Linked DNA regions of Lactuca sativa: region 1 is linked to region 2. The links are chromatin contacts, called in public Hi-C maps. All regions are on one chromosome and are shown on one strand. The core of a region is the stretch at or near the end of the contact, and the rest is flanking DNA. Distances in the headings are between cores, read along the strand shown.

The links. A called contact is a pair of places that touch in the nucleus more often than the background predicts.
Region 1: a contact with region 2 is called in a Hi-C map of seed, with 4 times the contacts expected there. The contact joins the promoter of LOC111899389 here to the promoter of LOC111899382 in region 2. A contact is called at or near these places in 2 of 4 Hi-C or Micro-C datasets (leaf and seed).

What each region holds. Positions count from the first base shown.
Region 1 is chr1:99,839,934-99,847,280 of Lsat_Salinas_v11, forward strand. It overlaps LOC111899389, which reads left to right and starts at 4,446. Exons shown (of 7, transcript XM_023895231.2): 1 at 4,446-4,742; 2 at 5,053-5,162; 3 at 5,284-5,433; 4 at 5,507-5,676; 5 at 5,938-6,048; 6 at 6,147-6,191; 7 at 6,271-6,676. The coding sequence starts at 4,643. The coding sequence ends at 6,430.
Region 2 is chr1:99,695,106-99,702,790 of Lsat_Salinas_v11, forward strand. It overlaps LOC111899382 (glucan endo-1,3-beta-glucosidase, acidic), which reads left to right and starts at 6,062. Exons shown (of 2, transcript XM_052771753.1): 1 at 6,062-6,216. The coding sequence starts at 6,156. It also overlaps the pseudogene LOC111899446.

The sequences.
Region 1 (7,347 bases), core at 3,196-5,695, 140 kb after region 2:
GCATGCAATAGATAGAAAGGCCATAACTTTATGGCTTAGAATGGTCCAAAAGCTCTGCAAGAAGGTGAGGTAAAAGCTGGAGTGCCAATATGTTGCTCCACCAAGGTCTTCTTCCACTTCTATGAGACAAAATCCACCAAAGAGAGCTTCAAAGATACAAAAATGGCTAAGGACTCCAAGTAGGTTGAGATTAGGGGTTTCAAGAGGCAAGAGCACGAGGGAGGCTAAGGATGGGCAACCTTAGCCCTATCATTCCATTAGATACTCGAAATATTATGGTTTTGGTCATCAGACCGTCCTCACGTCGTGAGCATCCATAGTCTCACGTCGTGAGACTAAAAAACACAGGTCAATTAGTCATTGGCCACTCATGACGTGACTACCATGTCTCATGTCGTGAGCCTTATCCAAAAGCTATAATTCAAATAAATAAATACCTCCATGACCGGATGTTACAACTAAAGAAGAAGCACTTCTTAGCATCAAATCTTCATTACACTTCAAAAGACAAAAAGAGAAAGAAAGAAGAAACATGCTATGGTTTTAATAGGGAGAAGAAAAGAGTAAAAGACTAGCCAAAATGCAAGCCTCGTGCATTCTTTTATAGCTCCATGCAAGTCAAAAGTTACCCCATTAAATAATCTAAAGTAATCACTAGTGTTTATAGGCATGAGGGACAAAGGAGGGAGGTTGGCAAGCAACCTCTCATGCCCTTGTACAACTTTCGGCCATGAAAAAAAAAGAACAGACAATCTTTATCTTGTTTCTCCAACTAGATAAAAGTAACTAATTAGTAAGTCTAAAGTTAACCAAAGTGTCCAAAACTTTATGCATGACTTATTAAATCATATTATATGATATAATAACTAGTTATACTCTCTTTAATTATTATTTACACAAAACAATAATTATTCTCTAATTAAATACAAGAGTTGATTTTATTTATTAATAATCGTATTAATAATAAACATTCTAAATGTTCCAACTTGATAAAGGTGTGAACCTATAGGATCATATGTTATTAGCAACATCATTCAATAATGATTATTGAACATATAGATCCAACAGTCATCTTATATGGTTTTGATAGTGATGGTGGAGGGGATGAGTCAAATTAGCCTTGTGAAGATGACCTTTATGGTGGGTTATTGTAATTATACGAGGAGGTATTTCTATTTAGGGATTTTCGTCATCATGTTGAGGTCGGTGACCTTTGGTTGTTGCATGTGGTGGTGGTGGTGTGAAGAACAAGGGAGTAGAAGGAGGGTGACGACGGCGGTGTGGTCAAAACGTTTGGAATCAGAGCAAACCCTTGAATTGATAGGTTTTTGTTGGTGGTCGGTGAATGAGCAAGCCCTTGGAGGAGAGTTATAGGTCTTTTGAAAGCAAGCGATGACGGTGGTCCAACGATGCATGTCCTCTCTTTCTGGTTCTCGTTGGCCTTGACTGTAAATGAGGCCACATGTTTCTTAGATAGGAAATTGTCCTATCATCGGAGACATTGCCGTCGACGAGGAGGATGATCCAGAACCTGAACCATAACTAGATCCCTCTGCTTCACAACAACCACTACAACTGGCATTCAGCCTTGGTGCTATTTGGTTGGAACTTGTCCATGATTTGGGCGGTTTTGGTGGTGGACACATTAAAGCGCGCGAGAGAGAGAGAGAGAGAGAGAGAGAGAGAGAGAGGGGTCTACAATAAAAAGGGTAAAAAGGTCTTTTCGTATTGGACTTACCATAAAACTAATGATATTAGTCATAAGGACCTGTAAGGCTGTAAAGTTACAAAATTCATAGTTGAAGACCATTCATGAAAAAAAAGTTTCAAAAAAATCCAAGAAATGTTTTTAACCAAAAAGACCATTTGTTAAATTTTGTCTAAAATAAAATTTTGGGTTTATGTTACAAAAGCTATTATATATAATCTTGTTTTCTTTTATCCCCAACTTTATTTTTTGTTCCTCATTTGTCATTATATTTTAAAAACCGTTTAATTTTCGGTTCCTTAGCCGGTCACCTACAGGTCATGATGACGTGTCGGTTTGACATTTTTTTTCCGGTTACATGTAGCCCTAACATTTACGTATAAATTTGCATTTATCCCTAATATTTACGTATAAGTTTGCATTTAGCCCAACATCTTTTTGTTCCCCATCTGACATTATTTTTTAGAATTTTTTTTTTCATTTTATTCATTGTCCAGTCACGAATAGATATTTTAAAACGTAGCATCTTAAAATGAAAAAAAGAAAAAGACAAATGCAAGAGTCGAAACTACGACTTCTCTTTGAGGGGCGGAGCGTGTTAGCTACTAAGTCAATGACTCTTTTTTTTTTTTATATTATCAGTGTTTGTTGTATTTTAATGTGCACATATATTTTAAAATGAAGGAAAACTACCTAGTGTAAGTCTTGAGTATGTGACATCTAATAAACAATATGACGTGCTAATCTTTGAGTCAATCAAAATTGTTAATTGATTCATAACTCATCTAAGAAACAATTGACTATTTCTAATGACATATTTGTTGAGAAACAAAATATTTCTAAAGAGTCGAAACTGCTACTTCTCCTTGAGGGGCGGTGCATGTTAATTAGTAAGTCAATAACTCTCTTTTTTGTATTATAAGTGTTGTTGTATTTAATGTACACATGTATTTTAAAATGAAAGAAAACTTAGTGTAAGTCTTGAGTCCGTTACATCTAATAAACAATATGGCATACTAATATTTAAGTTAATCAAAATTGTTAATTCATTTGTAACTCATCTAAGAAATAATTTGTTATTTCTAATGACATGTGTACATTAAATACAACAAACACTAATAATACGAAAAAAGACTCATTGACTTACTGGCTAATATGCCCCGTCCTCAAGAAGAAGTCGCAATTTTGACTCTTGCCTTCGTTTTTTTCTCTTTCATTCTAAGTTATTTCGTTTTAAAATACCTATGTGTGACTGGTCAATGACTAAAATGAAAAATTGTGACGTCCCCAAATTTCCAATACAAAAAAAATCATTATTGTAAATAAAAAACCATTTCACACATTTAAATAAAACATAGTTTAACAGTCATTTTGAAAACAAATACATTTATTCCAAAATAAATAAAACAACGAAAGTTTTATATGCCGATGTGTGTGTACAGTCATGCAATGGCCTTCACTTTATTTGAAGAAGTACCTGAAAAATATTTATATTCCACTGGGTAAGCATAAAGTTTAGTGAATTCCCCAATATATCATATACCACAATACATATACATGCATACAAACAAATGACTCCCATACGTTGGTCGTTCCACCATTAATAAGTGTATTTCGACTTAAGGCCTACTTGCCATTTCGTCGTTAACACTCGGGTCTATAGGCTCCCGACTCAACTGTCGTTCCGCCAACAACCCCTACACTACTATGAATATAATAACATATATACACATAGATACACATAACATACATAAACACATATTAAAATACATAATATAGTGAGATAACTCATATGTTTTGCAAAACATCAATCACAAACTACTAAAACGTTGATATATTCTCCTAATGTGAACCTCGTATTATACACGTATTTGAGTGAATAATATACTATTAGAAAGTATAAGTATACAAAAGTAGTTCTTGGCTGGATTTTAGTAGTATGTGTTCTTTCTTCCAAGATCTACACATACATATATAGTATGTATAGGAATGAAATAAGTGGGATTCATAATTGCCTTCCAGTGTGTTCAATCGATTACTGGCACTAGCTCACACAATATACGGAGTGGAAACCAACTTTTCTTAAAGGAAAATGATGTTAGCTTTCATTTGGCACCGACCACTCACCCCCACTTGCCGCCACGCGCTGCCGGAGTGTCTGGTGGTCCGGCTGCCGGCTAAATGGCGCATTTTTATATCCCAACTTTATAAATCCGCAAGTTCTTCATACGAGCTCCTTTTTCGACGTTCTATATATTTATGCGTAGCTATTGAGGAGTATTACAACTTTCATTTAGATTGTTTCAAGTAAAAATGAATATATTTTTACATATCATTTTATAAATAAGAGTATACACTTTTATTTAATAACAAAACTTGATTTAAGTGCCAATTATTTGAATTATGAGATGACCTACCTTTAAATACTTGTATAGTTATGTTTTCTTAAAGTAATACATAATATATTCTTGAATTATATAAAATATATAATTATTTATAATTTTTATAACGATCGGTTTTATATAAAAAATACTAAAAACGAATGTTACCACAATTTTCAAAAAAATAATAGCAAATGGGAACATAAAAATATTGAGGGTAATTCATAGCTAAATGATGGGGTCAAATGCAATTATAAGGTAATATAATGGTAAATGATTAACCCAAAAAAAACAAAAAAACTAAAACACAACAAACTTGTATATATAATTTCACATTTTGTGGCATAAACCTACACTACTAAAACAAAATAGTAGAGTTTGTAGGGTTACACTTTCTTTGAAAACAAACCCAATTAATCCTTCCCCAACTAGGTTTTCACATTTTGTGTTTTACAATGAAAACTAGTCATTCAGAGTTGTAAGTCCTGATATATGGTATCAGTAAGCACCTAAAAGATTATTATTCAGCTGATCGACACTCTTTTCTTCTGCAATGGAGGTAGATATATCAGAGGTCTTAAGGGTACTCGATTTTTCACTTTCTCGAACTAACTGGCGTCTCAGAGCTTCATCAAAACGTCGTCTTGAGACAGGTTATAACCCCTTCATGCTTCCCTTAGAAATACAATAATATATATATTCGCAATCGTATCTGCTGTTTTTACTCTTACTTATGTTTTTTTCGGTTTTAGGAACCCTAATTGAGCAATTATCTTTCACGATCATGAAAAAAGTTCAAACCATGATACAATTGTTAGAACTATAATTCATAGCACTACTTCAACATTCGCTAAAATACCCCAATAATGAGAAATAGGGTTAATATTCTGGATCAAACTCAATAACAGCAACTTGTTGTCAATGAACTGATAGCAACATTTGCTTACATGTATATTTCGGCAGATATCCTGGCATTATGCACTGGAATGAGACCAGTAATAATGATAGACTATGGTGGAAAGATGCCTGAATTGAGAGAAAGACTATGTTCATTTCTAAAGCTTAACAAAGAGGTTTCATTACAACTTATATCTTGAATCGATATTATAACATCTCTGCATTATTGTCAGAAACTCAGCTTTTCAAGTTTCAGAGATGTTTTTAACTATTGTTTCTTGTGGTTTTTGAATGCAGGAGTCTTCTATCTTTGAAAACTTGAGAGTCATGGTTATTGAAGATATGATATATCTAATACATGTCAAAGCGATTGCAGATTTTATGAAATCAACAATAAACAAAGAAGTCAACCTGCATTTTGTTGACCTTGAACATGATCCACCAAAGGTTAAAACTTAAAAATATAATTCACAAAGTTGTATTTATTTTCCAATTTCTTATTTTAAATCAATTAATCCAGATGATACCTGAGGTTGAAACGAGTTCTATAGGAGCACAATTCATATCACTTCAGAAGCTGTTTTCATCATTCTTTTCTACTGATGTAATAACAAATAATGATGTTTCTGACTTCATTGATCTCACTCATTTTATGCAAGATACTCTCATCACTTTGCCAACTCTAAATGGGTAATTAATTCATCCACCTTCAACATCTGTCTTGAAATATTAGAATTATATTTGACGATTATACCCTTCTAGTAGCATGATTCTTAATAAAAGGCTAAGGTAGTGTTTGTGTTTGGTAAGCAGTAATCAAATATGGAATGAGATGTAGTATTACAAAGGGATGAAGAAATCATGTTTCTTTTCCAAATATACCCTTATATGCTCAGTTCCCTTTGTATACCCTTGTATGTCCTTTTATGTCATTTTACATTTTTGTTACAGGTGGCTTCTTGGTTACCCAGTGGTGTATATTTTTGGGAAGGATCATATAGAAGATGCTGTATATAATCTTTCCACCAAATCACTACATCTTTTTAACATTTTTGTCCAAAGGTTTTTAATTTCTGGTCTATTTTACCCCTTATATTATGTAAAGTTGCAAACTTTATGCTCTAGTTTTAACTTTGGTGTATATTATTATTAAACTTTAGGAACAGTAGCTCCAGTAAAAAACCTTCAGAAGAAGAATTAATGAGGTAAGAATCTTTTTAACTATTTTCAATTTTTTTTTTGGTTCATTGTTTATTGTTGTTTATATATTTTTGGTGGAAACAGTTTTTCTGTACCTTATGATCTGAGCATAGATGGGGATAATGAAGTGTGGGCAGAGGTGTTCCTTGTAGGCATGAGGGCAAAATGGGAAGAATGTAAAAATGTTTGGGGGTCATTGAGAATGGAAGTTAGTGCTACTTATCCACAAGCAATTGCATTGTAATAACTATTTTCAGTTGATATGGTTGTTGTATGTTGTCCAAAGACCAAAGGGCAAAATAGTCATTTATACTTTTGAAGATGTTTTGGTTTGGTGAGTCAACTTAGGGATGCAACATAGAGATAGTACAAACATAGAGAACAAGAATTGATGACTCGTGTTATATGATTTTTATTCAACAATTCGGGTTGTGTATTGATTATTTAATATTGTAATTGGGAGTAGTTGAATTTGTTTGGATTTTCTTTATTTTTTGGAGAAATTAATGTATTATATAAGGATTAAATATATGACTTGTGGAATCACTAAGATTCATCTTGTTTATGTAAAACAAAAGGTTGTTAAACATTGAGGACTAAAAACGTTAGACGTTGAAACGATGCTCTAAAAGGAGGATTGTTTATGATCATAATCAATATTTGAAAGGTTTCGACATTTAGGAATGATAAAAATAATAAATATAAATAAATAAATAAATAACATTAAAAGAACAACAGTTTCATCTTGTAGGAAAAGCCAAAAATAACATCACAGTCTAATTATTTCATCTTGGAACCACCTAGGCCATGTCCTAAGTCCTTTTAGCACATTATAAAACCTCTAGAAACAATAAACTTATTCTTATACTTAATCTTCTAATAATAAGTATTTATTGTTATATTTTTATTTATTAAAAAAATACTAATTAGGCTGCATTAAAATGATCTGGCCCTCCTCTACTTTTTTTTTTCCTTGTGAAGTATGTTTCTTTCAAAGAACACAATGTTAGGTGAGATATAGGGTTGTGGCCTTGTGGGGCAGATTGATTAAAAAATAATTAAATTTATTATTATTATTATTATTATTATTATTATTATTATTATTATTATTATTATAGGGAGAGAGAGAGAGAGATGTAATATCAATTGAAAAAATAAAAA
Region 2 (7,685 bases), core at 4,812-7,311:
AGAACACTCACACAACTGATAATCTGATCTCTTAACTGTTATCTCTCTTAATCTATCATTTCTCGCATAAGAATCCATTGTCTCTCACTCTCTTGCCCTTAGCGTCTCTCACAATCTATCTTCAGCCACATATAACACACACACACACACACACATTCCTTCTTCAAGCTAGGTTTAGTTACATTATAAATGGTCTGGTGCAAGTGTAGCAACAAAACAGGAGGAAGAACTCCCTTCCTCATGCCATGTTGCTAACAGAGGGGGCAAGATGCCTGGTTTATACATATTGGCAGTTATAGTTCCTACATTTCGATCACTTGACAAATATTACCCCACAACCTTATGTTTAATTCAAACTAAGTTTCTGAAATGCACCTTTAGACCTTTATAATTCATTTTTCATCCATTGATGTTACTATAAATATGATATTATTATTTTAAAACCTTAATTATTTATTTAATTAAATACTTGACCCTAAATGCCAATAGAAATCTTATAATTACTTATTTAAATTAATTAAAACGTTGATAATAGTATATTTACATATATATCTCTTGAAATAATTAAACGAATAGAGGATGTTATATACATTTATCGCCGTCATCAAGTAGATTCCCTTACACAAATTGCCGACGACATCACATTCACAATAATGGCACACTTTCGTTGGCCCATATTCACAATTTCTTGTGTGGCGGGATGAAATATGTAGTGGTGATGCGTATATTAGAGACGAAGATAATGGCTTTTTATTTTCAACAAGGATGACAATGGTAGTGGTTTGATATAAGGGAATAAGATAGAGGCTTAGGTTCTTTGATGGAGTCCAAGACATATTGATATCGTCTAAGAAAGGGGCGAGGGTATCTGGAATGAGAAAAAGAGGTTGATGGGATAGTATGGGTGCATTACTAGAAACAAGAGTTTAGAGATAGACGAATCCGTCGCAAATCCGTCGCTAAAGATCATTTGCGACGGATCAACCACAAATTTACTCCATAGCAAATTAAAGGGTGGCTAATGACTTAGCAATGGATTTAGCGACGGCTTAGTTTTCTCTTGCGACGACCTTAGCGACAGAATATCCGTTGCAAAATGGCACTTAATACTGTTATTTCAGACCTTAGCGACAAAACCTAATAACAATATTCCATCACTAATCCCTTGCAAGCATCTATATCTATTTTTTTAATCCGTCACTAATCCCTCTCAAACTTTAGATATGATTTTTTTCGTTTCATCGCTGATCTGTAGCAAATTTAAGATGTGATTTTTTTTTCTTTCCGTAGCTAATCCCTTGCAAATATATAATATCATATTTTTGTTTGTTTTGAATATAAAACAAAATAATACCAAAAAATCAAATAATTATATAATCCCAAAACAAATATTAACATTTAAATACCAAAAACATCCAATAATTATGCAATCTAAAACAAAACTTTAACAATAAAATACCAAAAGAATCTAACAATCAAAGTTTACCAAAACATCCATAAACATCAAATATCAAAGTTTAACATTGATTGATATTTGATTTCAAAGTAATGTACTATAATTCTAAATTTCCTCTCCTATTTTGCATTTCCGCATACACCTTCGTTGCTTGATATCTTGCATCCAAAAGAATGATCATAATGGAATTGGATTCCAATTCCCATTCAATCCCACGGAATTAGGAGAACCAATTTCGACTTAGTTTTTCCTGCAATGGAAGGAGACTTGGTTGCTTGATGTCTTCTTGTTTTTTGTTAGATTCAGGGTCTTTGATGGAAGCAATGCTTTTCTGTTGATGAAAAGGAGATTAGTGTCTACTCATTTGAAACCAAATGTAGGACTGGAAAGGAATTAAATTTCGATTCCAACTAAAATGTAAATGATAATAAACATCAAATTGGTCTTGACATGGGCCCTTCTCTGATTTCATGCAACTGCCTTTATCAGCACAAATGCAGTTGACATCAACTAAAATTTTGAGTTACAAATACACCCAACATGTGGTCAGACGGAATGGAATGGACAAACGAAGGGAATAAAAGGTAACATAATGAATCTTTAAAGTACTCACTTGTCCTAGTTGGCAGCATATATATTGAACCTTGGACAATGTCTAAACACATAAAAAAGATAAAATAATCATTAAAAAAAGATTTTCCCATAATTTGAAGATAGAGTTACAACATTAAAGAGCAGTCAAACCTTGGTCAACACATAGAGAATTCACTATATACAAATTTGAGGTAAATGGTTTAAAAAATATAAATGATAAAGGGGGAAGAAAGGAAGAAAGTTACCTTATGTTCTATTAAAGGAACTTTAAGAACTTTCTTGTTGATGCCTCTTTTACTGCATGGAATCAATTATAAGATCGGGCATAAAAAATTAACTACAATCTATTGGATTAGAAATTAAACTTACATGTCCCTAACAGCTGATCAAAGGTCTTTTCCATTCTTCCCCAGAGGATGCACACGTTCATCGGCTGAAACAGGTTTAGGATAAATTAAGAGACTACTTATCAAAATTATTCATGGAAATTAAAAAAGAAATAATGGATGACCTCGGATCTGAAAAGTAAGAGGTCTAGCATTGTTCACTGATGGTTGACTTGCCATCCTAGATATAATTCACCAAATTTTATATGTGCAAATTGCAAGAAATAGCAACATACTTTACTCTTGTTATGATTGTTATTTTCTTTTTAATTTTTATGATTATAAAGAAATGAAATAAAAAACCTGTTTTTAATTTCAGCACTCATAGCCATAAAAGCTTTTTCCACATTGGTGGAACTTTTAGCACTTGTTTCAAGGAATGGAATCCCAATCTCATCAGCAAATGCCTACACTGTTAACTCTTTTTAGTATTTTTCATTCACTTAAACTATTTAAAAATAATTAACATTATTTATTACCACAACTTTCACATTTGTTGATGTTTAGCCTCAATTTCCACATCTTTAATATCCATCTCCCCGCATACTTCCTGTGTTCATACACAACTTACATTTAAAACATGAATATAAGATGTTAGATAGATTTTGTGACACGGCCTTATTGGCCCTGTCTCCTTTCTCTCTGTCATCACTACCCTCGCTGCAAATATCACAATTCATTTTTTATTTACAATCATTAACAATGACAAGGGCAATCATGTCATTTGCACAAAAGATTGTAACTTTTGTCAAATTGACATCAGTCTCTATCCTTATCCAATGCATGTCAAACACAGTGTATAGTGTACCTATCTTAACAAGTTCACCAACAAATATCCCGGATACGACAATAGTCATTGGCATTGAAATCTTGGCACTTCCAGTAATGCTGGCTAATAACTATATAAAGAAGGATTATTAGGCTTCATGTGTTCATACTCATTTTTCAATTACAGAGAAAAAAATACCCTTTTCATGTTTAATTTATGAAATTCAGATCTTTTGAAAGATTCATACCTACTCATTTGTTCCTCAGTGAACTGTGATAATATTGACCTGGAACATGTATATAAAAACTTATATTATTATTCCTGATGTTAAAAATGACTTTGAAGGACATATATGTAAACTTACTGCATTTTGGCCATTTTGTCGGGGTCTCCTGTAGATGGGAATTTTCCAAGTTCAACATCCATGTTTGCCTCTTCTTACTCATCGTCATCTTCTTTGCTCTTTTGATTGGTTGGGATGGCTGCTGAAGTTGAGGTCAACCTGAATCTTGATTTTGGTTGGTTTAAAGGATGAATACTGCTTTCCAAATCATCTTTTTGGGAGTTGATATTTGGTTTATATGATAGAGTTTGCGCCACAATCTCATCATGAGTGTCAGGGGAATCAACCAAGGATTCATCTAATTCCTCAAATGCTACTTCAACAGGATCTTTTGATTGCTTCATGAAACCTTGTAGAACAACTGTTACAAATGGTATCCTTTAAGATTTAGCGACTGAGTTGCTTTTGTAACCATTGAATGACACTATGCTTGAGAAAACAAATATACTTTGAAAAATCTTGAATAAAGAGGTGCTTTATGTGTTTAATTTTAGCATTAAAACAACAATGTAAGGCAAAATTTAGGCAAAAATGTTTTGTTTTTGCAATCAGAGATGTTTCTTTGATACTAACAGTCAAGATTCGTAGCTTCAAAATCATTTTAGTTAGATTTAAGTAATGTGAAAGTACTGACCAAATATATAACCGAGAACTCCTTGCTTTTGTTCCCTATCGAAAACGATGAAACCTACAATGGTGATTGATAAAGTTTCCACCAGCTCCCTTTTATCCTCACTCGCGACCCAAAATCCAAAAACCTAAAATATGCATTGACAAATAAGCGTGATCAAACTATGTATAAAAGTACATATGCATGTAAAAAGAATTTTTATTCATCATCATGATAATCAAGAAAAAAACTCACTATGGTTGGAAGAAAAGAGAGAAATCAATCTCAATCATAGATACAGACAACTACTCACAAAAGATGATGCCAAATCCAAATCCAAATCACAAACTCGATGTAACTGAACAAACAAATAGCAAATCAAAATACTACCTCACTCTGTTCATAAGAGTATCATAATTCATCAGCAACACCACGAACTCACGATGAGCGAAAACTAGAAGAGAAAGCCCTTCCAACTCTAGCAGCGACTAGGGATGCCAGGAAATCAGGAATAACAAAACTAAAAATCGAATGGAATGTTTATAAGAAACGAAGTTACAAAATTACAATACTTGATGACACAAGCAAATATCTAATCATATAAAGTGTTAGGCTATATAACACTATTATTTTAATCAATAGAATTAAGACTTCAATTGACAGGGGATAGACTTTTACCCTTTCAAGGAGTGACACATTCTTCTGTGACACCTAAATTATATTCATAGCAATTTCATCCAAAATTACCTCAAATTTATTCAAATTTCATCAATTGTAACATCAATTCACAGCTAGTACTATCATCTAACACATATAACACATAACAATGGCCTAAAATTATGCAATTCATCCACAAAAGTTCAAATTTACCTCGAAGTTAATCGGATTTGTAAGAATAAGAGCTTGAATGACCACCATAGTTTTCTAGCAACCAACAGATCAAAAGGCGTTGGCGGGAAACCACGAGTCAACGAGGAAGGGAGACAGACCGAGAGGAAAGCCACGCGGATGTTCTTCGTCGTTGCTTCAAGTAAACTTTCGTGAGAGGCGATACAGGTAAAAGAGGCGATGCAGGTGGACAGTGGTGGAGGTGATTTCCATGGCGTAGGATGGAATTGAGTCAATGCGTTGTGATTTAGGGCTTTGGGAGGAAATCGTGTTTAGGGCTTTCAGACGGAATGAAATTAAAATGAGTGAACGTAAAAGAAAAGTGAGCGGAATGAGAGAAAAAAAAAGTGTGGGCCTTTCAGCGATGGATTGACGAGGCCCAATAAAAAAAACTCGTGTTTTTAAGAAATCTGTCGTTGTTCCCTAGCTAAAAATTTGTTAACTTGCGACAGATTAGCAAGGGATTTCTTTTTGTAGAAAAAGTTAGATCAATCCGTCGCTGAGCCCTCAATAACCCATCACTGAATTTCTAAAACTAATTGAGTTGAAGGATTTTGTGAAATCCATAGTTGATCCCTCGGAAAACATTCGCTAATTAGCTACAGATTCTGTCGCTAATTTCGTCGCAGAATGTTAGGTTTCTAGTAGTGGTGGGGTAGGATATTGTTCTTTTCTTTTTGAATTATTGTTGAAATATTGAATTCAATAAAATAATGGAAAAATAAACAAAAAAGGCAATAGTCTTTTTAAAATTATTAGGAATAAAACCAAAGGAATTTTTTGAGTATAAACCTTTAATACAAGTTAAAAACTTTTTTTACTTTATTTATCGTTTTTGAAAAAAAAACAAGGACCAATTTTGCATTGTTGTCTATAGTATATAGACAAAATGAAACACTGTATCATAATCATAAAAATAAACAAACATATCTGAATATATTTGGCATATGAAAAGTTTAAATGTCTTTATCAAACTGAAACAAGAAAAACTACAAAAGAAAATATTAATAATAATAATAATAATAATATAATGAAACACATCCACCCCTCCTGTGACTAAAGTCTATATATAGTTTAGATGTCAATGACAAATTCCATAAACTGAACTTATGGCAATGGCACCACAACTCTTGCTACTTGGCCTGTTCATTAATCTACTCATATTCACAGGTATGTCTTCCTTTCTCTCATATATATATATATATATATATATATATATATATATATATATATATATATATATATATATATATATATATATATATATATATATATATATATATATATATATATATATATATATATATATATATATATATATATATAGTTTATTTGAGACATCTAATTTTGTGAGACCGTAAGACTAATTTTTTTACTGAAATATTCTAATATTGTAATGCTCGTAAAAATATAATATATGTAATATTCTAATACTACGGACGTGTTCGGCAAAATTAGCTGGTAGCTGGTGACTTGTAGCAGATAGCGGGTAGCTTGTAGCGTTTTGTTAAACGTTACATGAAGTAGCATTTGGATTTGAAGCGTTTTGTTTCAACTAAACGCTAGAAGATTGTAGTGCCGAACGCGGCTTTCTGTTCAAAACGGAGCGTTTTGTCAAACACTAAAAGCTAGAAACTCTCAAATGCTTTGTGCCGAACACGCCCTATATGTTTTAATAATATTTCAATATAAAATATGATAATAATATTGTTTTAGAATATTAAATATTACATATATTATATTTTAACAAACAATAGAATATTGTAATATTTAACTAGAAAAAAAATGATTTCACGGTTTCACAAAAATATGTCAGATTCTCAATTTAAATAAATCAATTTGTTGATTTTACAAAACTAACTTATAAGTAATCAAAACGTTAAAATATTATAAAATTAAATTGAAATATATTTCAATTCATATGTAAATTTCATTAAATTAATTTGTGAATGGTCAAATAGGTAAAATAATAACTCGGATTCACATTGTGAATGTTAAAATTAAAATATTTACAGTTTATATTTACAGTGTAAATCTGAACTGAGAGTTTTTTTTAATCGATGTTGATGTTTGTTAATAGATGACAAAAAATTGATATTTTTTGTATAGCTAGTATTTTTTTTTTTTTGATAAAAATAAACCTAAATATTGAAAAAATAAACAACAAAACGAAATGAGTTTTTTTCGAAAAAAAATGTCTTTTATTTATCAACATGGATCTCTATGAAAAGAGGACGAAAATTTGTGAACAACGGTATATTCTGTTTTTTTTTAAATGTGATTGTTTTGGTATAATCAAGTGTATGTACAATCATTCCCTTAGTCGTTGATCATTACGATTTTTTATGCTCACTATTATTTGTTTGATTCATTGTTAATAATGATTTTATATTTAACCTCATCCATATATACATATATATATATATATATATATATATATATATATATATATATATATATATATATATATATATATATATATATGGGAAGGGTTATAGGAAAACAAAAAAAAAAAAACCCTGAAAAAACCCTAAAAATCATAAAAATACATAAAAAAATACTTAGAGATCACAAATATTTTTTTTTGACATTTTTTACCTAAAAATCGCAGGTTTATTTAAAAAATCGCTGAAAAAAAA